Linked DNA regions of Zea mays: region 1 is linked to region 2. A link is a contact called in public Hi-C data. All regions are on one chromosome and are shown on one strand. The core of a region is the stretch at or near the end of the contact, and the rest is flanking DNA. Distances in the headings are between cores, read along the strand shown.

The links. Hi-C and Micro-C count contacts between places; a contact is called where the count stands out from the background.
Region 1: a contact with region 2 is called in a Hi-C map of tassel, with 2.0 times the contacts expected there. The contact joins the promoter of LOC103651026 here to the promoter of LOC100285081 in region 2. A contact is called at or near these places in 5 of 25 Hi-C or Micro-C datasets (ear, leaf and tassel).

The regions. Positions count from the first base shown.
Region 1 is chr3:186,062,853-186,068,952 of Zm-B73-REFERENCE-NAM-5.0, reverse strand. It overlaps LOC103651026 (fasciclin-like arabinogalactan protein 4), which reads right to left and starts at 2,136. Exons shown (of 2, transcript XM_008676618.4): 1 at 1,210-2,136. The coding sequence starts at 2,136. LOC111591136 (trihelix transcription factor ASIL2-like) reads right to left here and starts at 1,080. Exons shown (of 3, transcript XM_023302026.2): 1 at 960-1,080; 2 at 109-846; 3 at 1-106. The coding sequence starts at 1,080. It overlaps LOC103651025 (O-fucosyltransferase family protein), which reads right to left. Exons shown (of 10, transcript NM_001330525.1): 9 at 4,156-4,346; 10 at 3,392-3,977. The coding sequence ends at 3,845.
Region 2 is chr3:185,915,210-185,921,010 of Zm-B73-REFERENCE-NAM-5.0, reverse strand. LOC100285081 reads left to right here and starts at 3,475. Exons shown (of 9, transcript NM_001157976.1): 1 at 3,475-3,612; 2 at 3,718-3,893. The coding sequence starts at 3,730.

The DNA of each region.
Region 1 (6,100 bases), core at 887-3,386, 150 kb before region 2:
TCCGCATCCTCCTGAGCTTCCTTGTCCGAGTCGCTGCCGTTGTCATCGCCCCCGGTGGGGCTTGTGCTGTTCTGGTAATGCGACTGCTGCGGGGCATGCTAGTGGAGAACTGCACGCGCTGCTCCTCCAGCTGCCGGGCGGAGTCCAGGCGCTCCCGCTCCATCCGGAGCTCCTGATCCCTCTTGGCGCTCTCCACGCGCTCGTACACCTCCCCTAGCCGCCGGATCGCTTGCGCCAGCTCGCGCAGACCCTGCGCGCGGCTGACGCTGCTCTCCGCGCCGTTGTCCGCGGCGGCGGCGGCGGGCTCCTCCACGCGCTGCCTCTTGCCGTTCGCCACCGCGGACGGCGGGAACCCGTCGGAGGAGTCGGACGACGCCGACGGCTGGGGCAACGGCGACGGCATCCTCCACTTTGCCCCCGCGGAGGAGTGGAGGGGCGTGCGGGTGCGCTGCGGGAAGTTGATGCGCGGAGGGACCATGGGCCCGGCGCTCCGGGCTGCCGCCGCCGCCGTAGCAGCAGCAGCCGAGGAAGAAGAAGAATTGGGCTTGAGCAGCACGGGAGCGAGCAGGTCGTCGAGGCGGTCGAAGTAGCGCCAGTCGGAGTCGTGCTTGGCCTTCTCGACCTTGTACTTCTTCTTGAGCGTGTCGATGCGGTTCTTGCACTGGACGTCGGATTTGGGCGCCTTGGAGTAGCTGTCGCGAGAGGAGACGACCTCGGCGACCTCCTGCCACTGCGGGTGGCGGAGGCTGCCCCGGTCCAGCGCCACGAAGCGCTCCCCCCAGGCGTCGATGAGCGTGGAGGACGTGGCGGACGCCGTAGAGCTCCTGGAGCCCGACGACGAGCTCCCTCAGCACGGTGTTGAGCCCCGGGCAGAGGCCCCCGCAGGTGACGAGCGCGGCGCGCGCCGCGGCCGGGTCGACGGCGAGGTCCCGCCGGGGCCCCCTGCGGCGGTAGGCGACGAGCGGGGTGGGCGCGACGCGAGGGCAAAACGAGGTCGAAGAAGGCGTGGCGGAGGGAGACACGCCCAGGGAAGAAACGGCGCGAGGGCAAAACGGGAAGAAGAAATGTGCTAATGGCCATTTAGAGAGACCGATGCTAAATTTTTAAACCGTGTAGGATTATAATGCTACGAATTCAATTGCCACGATGGCGGTGCCAAATTTCTGAAGCCCGTCGTAGCCGGTGCCATGTTTGCAAAATTCTCGTTATGTTTAGGGTGAAGTGGCCAGCCTCGGTGTGCTCTGTGGCGAGAGTGGGCTGGACGGGGTTCACGATGGACTCGAGGGAGCCCAGCGGGTAGTAAGAGTGCAGCACATGGAAGCGGAGCACGACGGCCTTGCGCTCAGCGGGTAGGGACTGGAGGCGGTCGGTGGCGGGGAGGCCGGCAAAGGCGTCGTCGGTGGGGACGAAGACGGTGATGCCAGCACTGTGCTCGTCGGCCTCAAACTCACTCGCTACACCGGAGGCCTGCAACATGGAGGCCGCAACGTTGAACCCCCGCGCGTCGGTGAGAACCCGGGTGATGTTCACCGGCGGTGGCGGGCGGCTCTCAGAGGCGGCGAGGTCGAATCCGGAAGGTATGATAAGGCCACCCACCGCGAGCACGCTGAGATTGTATGGAACCGCGGTCACGGCGCCGAGGACTGTGGCATTCGATCCCGGGGACGGCGCCGGAGAGCGGACCACGACAGTGGAGTTGCCCCCCACGGTGAGGTTGACGGCGCCGAAGTCGGAGGGCGCGCGGCCCGTGGTTTGAAACAGCGTCGTCACGAGCTTCCCGGAGGGAGAGAGGCGGGCGAGGTCGAACGGGAAGAGGTACTCCAGCAGAACGTGATACCTCAGCACGTCGGCAATGTCGGCGCCAGCGCTAGCTACGAAAGCCGAGGGTGACTGCGGCAGGTTGGCATTCGGCACGGCCAGGAGCGTCAGGGACGACCTCCCGGACAGCTCGCTGGCCACGGGGGTGGATGCCAGCAGACGCGCAAAGTCCGCGAAGTTGGGAAACGCCGAGAGCACGGCCGTCACGTCGACTCCAGATGCCGGGGAAGGCAGCGCCGCCGCCACGAGCAGCACCGCCGCCGCTGCCCCGAGCGCGAGGCACGACGAGACGGGAGCGGCCCCCAAGCCTCTCGCCATCTCGCCGCCAGTGGAGGAGCAGTGGAACGGGGAGTGAGGGGAGTGACGAGTGAGGAGCGAGGAGCAGACAGATGACGACGACGAGGCCACGAGGGGAAGAGAAGAAACGGGGGTTGCCTGATGAGAGGGGAATATTTTGGTCTTTTCTCCCCCTCGCCTTTCCTCTACGGTGGTTCACGGAATCACGGTTCTCTGCTTGAGGTTTTCTTTGCTGTCTGAATGTGACTTGAGGTTGAGGTGTGGGAATAATGGCGTGGGTGTGTAGTGACTTGGACTGTAGCAACTACACCAGCTCCCAGCCCGCCAGGCTTTTGCAAAGTTTCTACCATGATGTTGGTCTCGTCAGTTGTCACGTGTGCCTTGGTTCTTCTCTTAGTGCCCGTTCGGTTCTTCCGGAATGCTTTACTGGATTGGTTCCGGATTAGAGTAGTTCACAAATTTGTATTAGCTTGATAAGTTGGAATGGTTCCGGCCTCCAATCTGGACTAAACGAACAGAGCCTTAGACTCCACCGCTTTGGTTGCTTAGGCAAATTCCCAACTTCGCGGAAACCTTACATCAGATGCGCTGACACAATCTAAACAGCAAAACGTTACATAGGAACCCACCTGACCCTATATCCCAAAATATCATGCTCGGATCCCGTTTATCTAGAATTTTTCTACCGCTTTAATTGACATGCCAGTGTCCAAATTAGGCCAACTGTAAGTGTGAAGGTGGTACGACTGTACGAGTATGCCTCTAGAATGATTACTTTAGTTAGGGGGGAAACCTTGATCCAATCGTAAAAGCACCGTGGCAAAAGATGTACCATCGCAATCAAGAACAAACAAGCAAGCGAGGAACTCAGCTCCATGCACAAGTGATTTCACGAGGAAATTTTGTTCTCAGCACACCAGCTTTCTTTTCCAAATGCTGGATGAAGGATGATGGCGTGTATGAAGATGAAAGACCATCCCCCCTGATCGTAAAACCTGCTTCAGATCACCGATGTTAACAATATTGTGGTTCCCACACAATAAACTCAACCAACGAGCACAATGACATGAAGAGACCACATTACCTTTCCCATGATGTACTTGATCATTCTGACAATATATCACTAGAAACGCAATGCACTAACATACCCCGCTTGTTTTTCCAGTAACATCAAGAGAGCAAGAATCTAATAGTATGCCACTTACTTTTAGGCGGCTTCCATCTTTGAACTGATAGTGATTGCTTAGTATCCAACCAAGTAACAACAAAAGGCAAGTAAAAACATGTAATACATTAAATAAGTAACAAACAAAAGGACAAATCATTGAGATAGTATACTTGAGAAATTAGTAAAAAAAAGGCAAAATAAACAATATTCGTCTTGCTACAAAATTGTGTATGACAATTTCTTCATGGTTCATCAATGTACAAGGAGGACAAGGGATCTTAGTACTACACAAACAGATTAACACTGGCTGTTAAGGAATAGCCCTAGATATGGTTACATACATTCTAGACATGGATCAGTGTATTGTTAGTGCCAGGGTTAAATGTAAAGATTCAATATATCTCAGTCGGGATGCTTAGAGGACATGGAACATCTCACCACCACACTGCATATGAAGATTAAGGAGTGGGTGGGTATGCCGTGACACTGAGAAAGAAATGGGGTCAGTGAGTCAAGATACAACTTTTAGATGCTATCTGGCCATGATGGATTTGGAGTTTCTCATTTGTTTGAACGGCACATGCAATCAGGGCATGGAAAGGTGTATACAGATTCATTTGCTCTTTTTATTTCAATACCCTTCACGTCACTATGTGCTCTCATATTGAACAATTGACGTTTCAGTGACTTCCATCTGCACACAACCAAAACTGATATTAACAAGCTGAAAATTTCATGTTTGAGAGTTGAGAATATAACGGCACTGAAGATAAAGATAACCAAACCTCTAATAATGAGTATGGCACTGAAGATAAAGATAAACAAATGTCTAATAATGAGTATGGCACTGAATATAAGGGCACTGAACATACCCAATACGTGGACTATCAAAGAGTATAGCCAATCTTCTTTTATCGGGCTTAATTGTCTTCGCATGGCCACCATACAAGTATCTTCTATGCCCAATAAGAAAATGAGGAAAATTTCCACCTTGTGTGGTCACAAAAACCTCACTATGAACACAGACACTGTAGTCAATAGCTGCCATCCTTGAGGAGAAGTTCTGCAGACATGCGTTGTTTGAGTAAATACTCAAAAGAAAAGGTCAGTAAAACAAATAAATGCAGTTATTTACAAACTTTTGTTTGGTCCGAACGCCTCTTGTAACATGAAGTTAAAGGAAAATTTCTGGAACAGGCGGCCGAGGCTTAGCATTGAGGATTTGAACTCCCTTGCAAAACCCTTTAAAGAAGAGATCTTTCAAGTCATTGAAAATTTGGAAGTTGACGCAGCACCAGGTCCAAATGGATTTGGAGGTGATTTCTTCAAAAACTTTTGGCATATCATTAAAGAGGACATTTATAAGATGTTCAAGGATTTCCACGAAGCAGAAGTAGACATGCAACGGTTGAACTTCGGAGTAATCATGCTCATCCCCAAGATCAGGGATGCCAGTAGCATCAAACAATACCGGCCCATTTGCCTTCTAAATGCAGACTTCAAAATATTCACTAAAGTGCTCACAAATAGGCTTTCTGCGGTGCCCAAGGGGCTCATCGGAGGGAACCAGACTGGCTTCTTGAAAAACTGAAACATTTTAGAAGGGGTCGTCATCTTGCACGAAGTTGTGCACGAGTTGAAATCTAAAAAAAAGAAGAGTCTGTTGTTGAAAATCGATTTTGAAAAAGCTTAGGACAAAGTCAGGTGGGATTTCCTAGAGGAGGTCATGACATCCAAGAATCTCAGTGTGTTGTTAGAGGAGGGGGTGGCCAAAGGGCATATCGCCGGGGTGTTAGGAGATCTCATTCCAGGGGGCATTTCCCAGTTCCCACATCCAGTACGCTGATGACACGGTGATAATGATTGATGGCTCTGATAGGTCCATTCTTAACCTGAAACTTATCCTCTATTGCTTCTAATGGATGTCAGGGCTGAGGATAAACTTTCACAAAAGTGAAGTGTACGTCTTTGGGTTTGCTCAACATGAACAAGAAAGGATGGCAAATATGCTCAATTGTTCGCTGGGAGCTCTCCCCATGAAGTATCCAGGTATCCCAATTTCAGATTGTTGGTTAAAAACCTCAGCGTTTAAGTACATCATGGAAAAAAGGCTAGACCGATGGAAGGGTAAACATTTGTCCTCAGGGGGAGGCTCACTTTGACCAACTCCTGTTTAAGCAGCCTACCCACTTACACAATGGGTTTCTATCTTTTCCCATAGAACTTCACCAGAAAATGAATTCTTTCTGGTCCATTTTTTTTTGGCAAGGGGCTGAGGGTAGAAACAGTTACCATATGGCTAAATGGGATTTGATTACTAGGCCATGGGACCAAGGTGGTCTGGGAATCGTTGATACCTTAATCATGAATGAATGTCTGCTTGTTAAATAGATCTGGAGAATATCTCAAGGCTCTGAAGAAACTTGGTACAAAATTCTCAAAGCCAAATATATGCCAGATAACAACTTCTTTCTCTCCAAGAACAAAAAAGTATCGCAATTCTAGAAAGCTTTACACAAAGTAAAACACTTTTTTCAGTGGAGGCAGTGAACAAAGTCAATAATGGGGAGGGTACTCTATTCTAGATGGACATTTGGATGGGCGAGGTGCCTCTGAGCGTTGGATATTCCAGGTTTTTGACATCTGCTCGAACAAAAAGGTTCGGGTTTCTGACTGCCTGGAGGATGGAAGTTGGAATTTGGATTTTACTAGAACTCTTACGACCTCTGAATTTGATGAGTGGATGGACATGTGTTCTGAGCTTCAGGAATACACATGTTCTCAAGGAGACGTGGTGTCCTGGGCATTGGACAATTC
Region 2 (5,801 bases), core at 2,226-4,725:
CATATGTAGCTACAAATGAGGGAGTTTAAGGACTATGAAAAACTTCGGAGCGCTTTAGGGGAACTGTTGGAGACACGTTTTTGTGTTTTTCTAAAAAACTGGATTTAGGGGAGACTTGGGGAGTTTTGAATTGCATTACTAGCTTTCCACTTTCTATTTGGTTGTGCATGTTTGGGAGTACAAGTACTTAGTGGACTTGGCACTAGACATCACTGGTGTAAAGATGTTAGACGAGATTGAGATTGAACATCGTGAAAAATTGGAATAAGATTATCTTCAACACTTTACCATCCTATTTTGCATCTCATCTTTTATTTCAAACTTTACTCTGCGAACAATGCAGTCTACAATACAAAATAATATTTTAGTTAACCATATGAGTAACCTGTTGAACACAGTCTAAGATTATCTTCAGCAGTTTAACCATCCTATCTCCATATTCAAACTACACTATGCGAACAATGTAGTATACAATGCAAAATAGTGATTTGTGTGACCACATGGTGAATTGCTAGAGACGGTCTAAGAGCATCTTCAATAACTTTTTTAATTAATCTCTCAATAATTATGGATTGGGATCTTCCTAAAAACTTTAGTACATAAAAACGTCTATACTCCAACAGCTTCCTTTTATTTCCCTAAAAATAAGTAGTCCGTCTACATGAGACAAATACTCCAAATAAATGGTGTGCATGAGAATCGATGTTCTCTCTCAAATGGCCCAGCTTTACAGGGCATGCGTGAAGGAGGCTGGAAGGCCTTGCCCGAAAACGTGGAAAAAATACGATTGGGGATGTGCGCTGGTGGAAATCTTCGCATACGAGGAGGGCTTTTACGTGCGCATAAAGATAGATAGAGTTCTGCTGGAGAACGACTTTTTATTTTTTAAAATTAAGGATTGGAATTAGAAATATTGATATTTATTGGAGAACGACTGAATCAATAAGTATATCATGTGTTAAGTTCGGTCCATCGCACCAGCAAACAAGACGGAGAACCGTTAGGGTTCAAACTCCTGAACCGCAAGGCAAGACCGCAACGTGGCCTTTAAAAACAAACACAACAACCGCCGCCTTTTATGATCCAGGTTGGCACGATAATGCCGCTGTCATCAGAATATGGCGTCCGTCGTACATTTCATTTTACTAGCTGAGTGCCCGTGCGTTGCAACGGTAATATATAATACCAGTATACTACGATAACTTATATACAAAATATGTGTTATATTGTTATGAGAAAATGTTTCATAATAAATTTGTGATCCTAGTCATACATAAATTTTGTTATTTTAATCTAGTTGTTTCACCACTACATTGCAACCATCAGTATCATGCAGACTTCGATATATGCCACGATTTGTATGGTCTCATCATTAAAGAGCACGTTCCACACATGCTGGAAGAAATTTTCTCGTACATCATTAGTCATCAGACACGCACCACCATACGCTCTTGCTTAAACAAAAAGGTAAGTGTGTGTTTATGAAGAGAATTAAAGGCAGGTCGGCACAAAAGCTACCCTAACAGTGGCGAGGATGACGAACTGGTCACTGTTGTCGATCCTCCTCTGCGTCACCTCCGACGCTAAGATGACGCCACAATCCTCGATATAGTAGTCGTCGAACGCGCGTGACATGACGAGTACCGACGACTCTTGGTTGGGCTGCCAAACGAAGTGCACCTCAGGCTCATCAGCGAGGTAGTACCCCTGGTCGTTGCACCATCAGATGCGCTACTCCACTACATACATCATGTTCGAGGACACTCACACAACGTCAGCAACGTCCATCGTCCCAGCGCACAAGAATTCATGTCCGGTCAGTAGTGACTTACGTGGTAGGTTGGGCTTCAGGTGGACGATGAGCTAGACGACGTGATGGCGTCGTCGTCGGATGCGGTGTCCAGAACAACCCGAGAGTCGTCAATGTTGGCGACAACCATGAGGCCCCTGCTTAACGATGGACAACGCGGTGCAGCTGCTCTGGACCGCGTCCAAGTGGTGGCTTCGCGGGAGCTTGTCGTACACAGCGGCGCATGCGACCACGTAGGACTGCTTCTAGAGGTCGAACTGACAGTCGCCAAACTTCTTCTCGTCATTGATGAGCGACGCCAACGTGAGTGCCTCCTGCTCATGGTGTTTGTTCGGAGTTTCAAGTAAGAAACATGGATTCATGCTTGGCGTTGGTTTATGAAAATGACTCACAAGTCTGATCTATGGAAAAAATATTACGAAGAAAAATGTCACGCATGCAAAAAAAGGGAATTTAAGTATAATACATTATTCAAACAAAAGAAATTGCATGCAAAGCTCTTCTTTAAATAATATTACCTCCATCCAAAAATCTAATTCAAGAATCTCGGTGATACTTATCTACTACTACGCATTGTGCAAGGGTAGCAAGTGAGCTTGATGAGAGATATAGTAGATGTGTTTCCTGTCTTAGATGTAGACATAAACATATATGTGGTGTAGCGGTAGCTACTCTTGGCCTTTGCTTGAGAGGTCATGGGTTCAAATCCTTTTGAGGACATATGTGTTTTTTTTAATTTTAGCTAAACGTGGACTGTGCGGGGGAATGGGAATGAGCTTTGCGGGAGAAGAGAATAGGAATGACAAACATGGGGAATGTGAATGAGCTTTACGGGAGAAGTGAATAGGAATGACAGACATGGGAATGGCAGAACGGGAATGGTGGCAGAACATGAGATTGGCCGACTACTCTTGCAGCCTTAATAGTAGTAGAGATTTCTCTATTACACCCCTTACCTTTGTCAAATCACAAAAATGATGTATGTCTCTACCTCACGGTCGTTTATGTTACTCTGGACATGCAATTGTATGATGATATTCGAACGTTTTAAATCCTCTTGATTTCTTGAACAAAGATGGAAGCGACTCTGGTGACTTTTGTAACCACATTTATGACCTTTTAGCGCATGTACAACACTGAACATTTGAAACGGTTTTTTCAATAAAATTCTAAGTATTTAGATAATAAATGTAATTAATACACAACTTCTATGAAGAGTCGTATAGAGACAGGTTATTCGCGAAACCTCTCAATTAATTAGGTTGTACATGCTCTTAAGCGCATATTAGATATGGCTAGCTAGTTGTATAATAACTAATCAAAGACATTTAAAATTTAGTTTGTCTATTATTTTTATAGATGTACTAAAATTAATTCAAACTAATTTTAGCTGTATATAAACAACAGCCTTTGTATCAAATAGGTTTCAATATTATTTATAACGGAAACATGACCATGCCTATTTTCGCATTTCTTTTGCCGAAGTATAGTATTAGCAATAAAGTTATACTTTAGGGTTCAATTAGTTAAATAAGGCCGCGATAATTTATTCTTCCGTTCCTCCGCGCTCATCACTGACCTTCTCACGGGCGAGAGGTTTTTTTTTGAAAGCATCGTCTCCGGTCTCCCTCTTCAACTTCCCCGAAACGAAAGCTTACTTTTTTATACTAACTTCTAGGGTTTCAGGACTAACCTCCCTCCCTTCGCGCCATCTCCCGCGGTGCTGCCTCCTCTGGCGCCGATTCGCCGCTGGGAGCCCCAATTCTATAACCCCTCTGTTCGATCTGGGATCCGCTAGATTCGTAAGCCGTTGTTTCGTTCGATCTTTTTTTTTTTGGAGGAGGGGTGATTGCCGTGGGGAATTTGATCTGAAGTTCGTTTTTTGTGTGGCGATTTTGTGGTTTTAGGTTGGGGCGGTGATGAGGGCGATGGCGGAGGTGATGCAGGAGGGGTGCGTGGAGAATCGGCAGCCACTGGCGGCTTCGAGCTCGTCCGTGTCGGATGGCAGCAGCTGTGGCGGCGGAGAGCGGGCGGGGACGTCGCCGCCGGTGTCAAGCTCCGGGAATTGCATCTCCGTTCTGAGGTGAGGCCTTTGCCCGCAGCAGCTCATATCCGGAGAGGGATCTGGGCTCTTAACCGTTGAATAGTACCGTTTGGTTTGCCTTGTTTGGATGCTTACACATGTTGTGCCCTAGAGCGGTGGGTGGTCTGAGTGGGAAGAACGATCATTATATGGATTGGTTCTCTCGTTGGTAATTCGCCTGGTGTGAGATGTGATTGGCGTTTCTCTTACTTTTGAGAAACATTCGCTGCTAGGAATGTTGTCTATTGGAGCTCGGAACTGAAAGTGATCAGAGGAAGCGGAAGTATTTGGCTTGAACCACATACCTTTGCCTCGGCGTGGTTACGTGTTTATATAGAGCAAACACAGCTCTCGGATAAGTACATATCAGATTACATATAAACCTCATCTACTGAGCACCCGTATCTCCGAAGGTTGCTTTATATTCTCAACAACCTCCGGTTACATAGCAGAGTTTAAAGCCTATCTTAACACTCCCCCTCAATTATAACTGAGCTAGGTTAAGGTTGTGTTTGAAATTCTCAAAGTATCGCACATGAAGAGGTTTAGTAAATCCAACAGCTACTTGATCTCCTGATGGTACAAACTCTATCTGCAATAACTTTCGAAGTTTCGAGCCACTCTTTCTCTAACAAAATGATAGTCTACTTCAATTTGTTTGGTTCGTGCATGGAAAACTGGATTGGATGGCATATATTTGGCACCTATATTATCACACCATAGTTTTGCTTCTTGAGGACATTGAACTCCAATTTCTCGTAACAATATTTGTACCCACATTACTTCTGCAGTTGCATTGCCTATCACCTTGTACTCTGCCTCTGTGCTTGATCTAGAAACAGTTGGTTGCTTGCGTGCACTCCATGATATCAAATTGGTGCCTAGGAAGACAGCAAAACCACCCGTAGAACGTCTGTTATCCAAACAACCTGCCCAATCAGCATCAGAAAAAGCACTGAGCAAAAGGGAGTTAGACTTGCAAATCTTCAACCCAAGTTTTGTGCTTGACTTCAAATACCTTCGGATCCTTTTTACTGCTGCCCAATGTTCAGTGGTAGGTGCATGTAAATATTGACAAACTTTATTCACAGCAAACGATATATCTGGTCTTGTGAGGGTCAAGTCAAGTACTGGAGAGCACCTACTACACTTCAGTAGTATGTAGAATAGAATCACGTGGACCAAGGGTTGTTCCATCTAAACACAGTTTTTCACTTGGTGACAAAGGTGTGTTCATTGGCTTACAGTTTGCCATTCTCAACCTCTTTATCAAGTCATTGGCATATTTTTCTTGTGTCAAGACTATTCCGTCATTAACTTTAGTCACTTCAATGCCAAGAAAATAATGAAGCTCTCCTAGATCTTTCAAGGCAAACTCATGATTCAACTTTTTCAGAAGAGAGGTAACATCATTAGGTGTAAAGCTAGCCACTATAATATCATCAACATAGACTAGAATGATATGCTAACACCTTTGCTACTGAAATAAAATAGAGAATGATCCACCTTTGACACCTTGAACCCAAGTTTTAACAGTTTAGAGCTCAATCTTGCATACCAGGCCCTTGGAGCCTGACGGCCTGTTTTAAACCGTATAAAGCTTTGTCTAATTTACAAACATATTCTGGTCTTGTTTTATCCTCATAGCTCGGGCCTCGGGGGCTGTCGAACATAAACTTCTTCTAGTTTTCCATGCAAAAAGGCATTTTGAACATCTAACTGTCTGAAACTCCACCCTCTAGACATTGCTAGGGATAATATAATTCTGATAGTGGTTAGTTTGACAATGGGACTGAAAGTTTCTTCATAATCTATCCCATACCGTTGTTTAAATCCTTTTGCCACCAGACGTGCCTTGTATCTGTCGAGACTCCCGTCGACTTTGGTCTTAGTTTTATATACCCATTT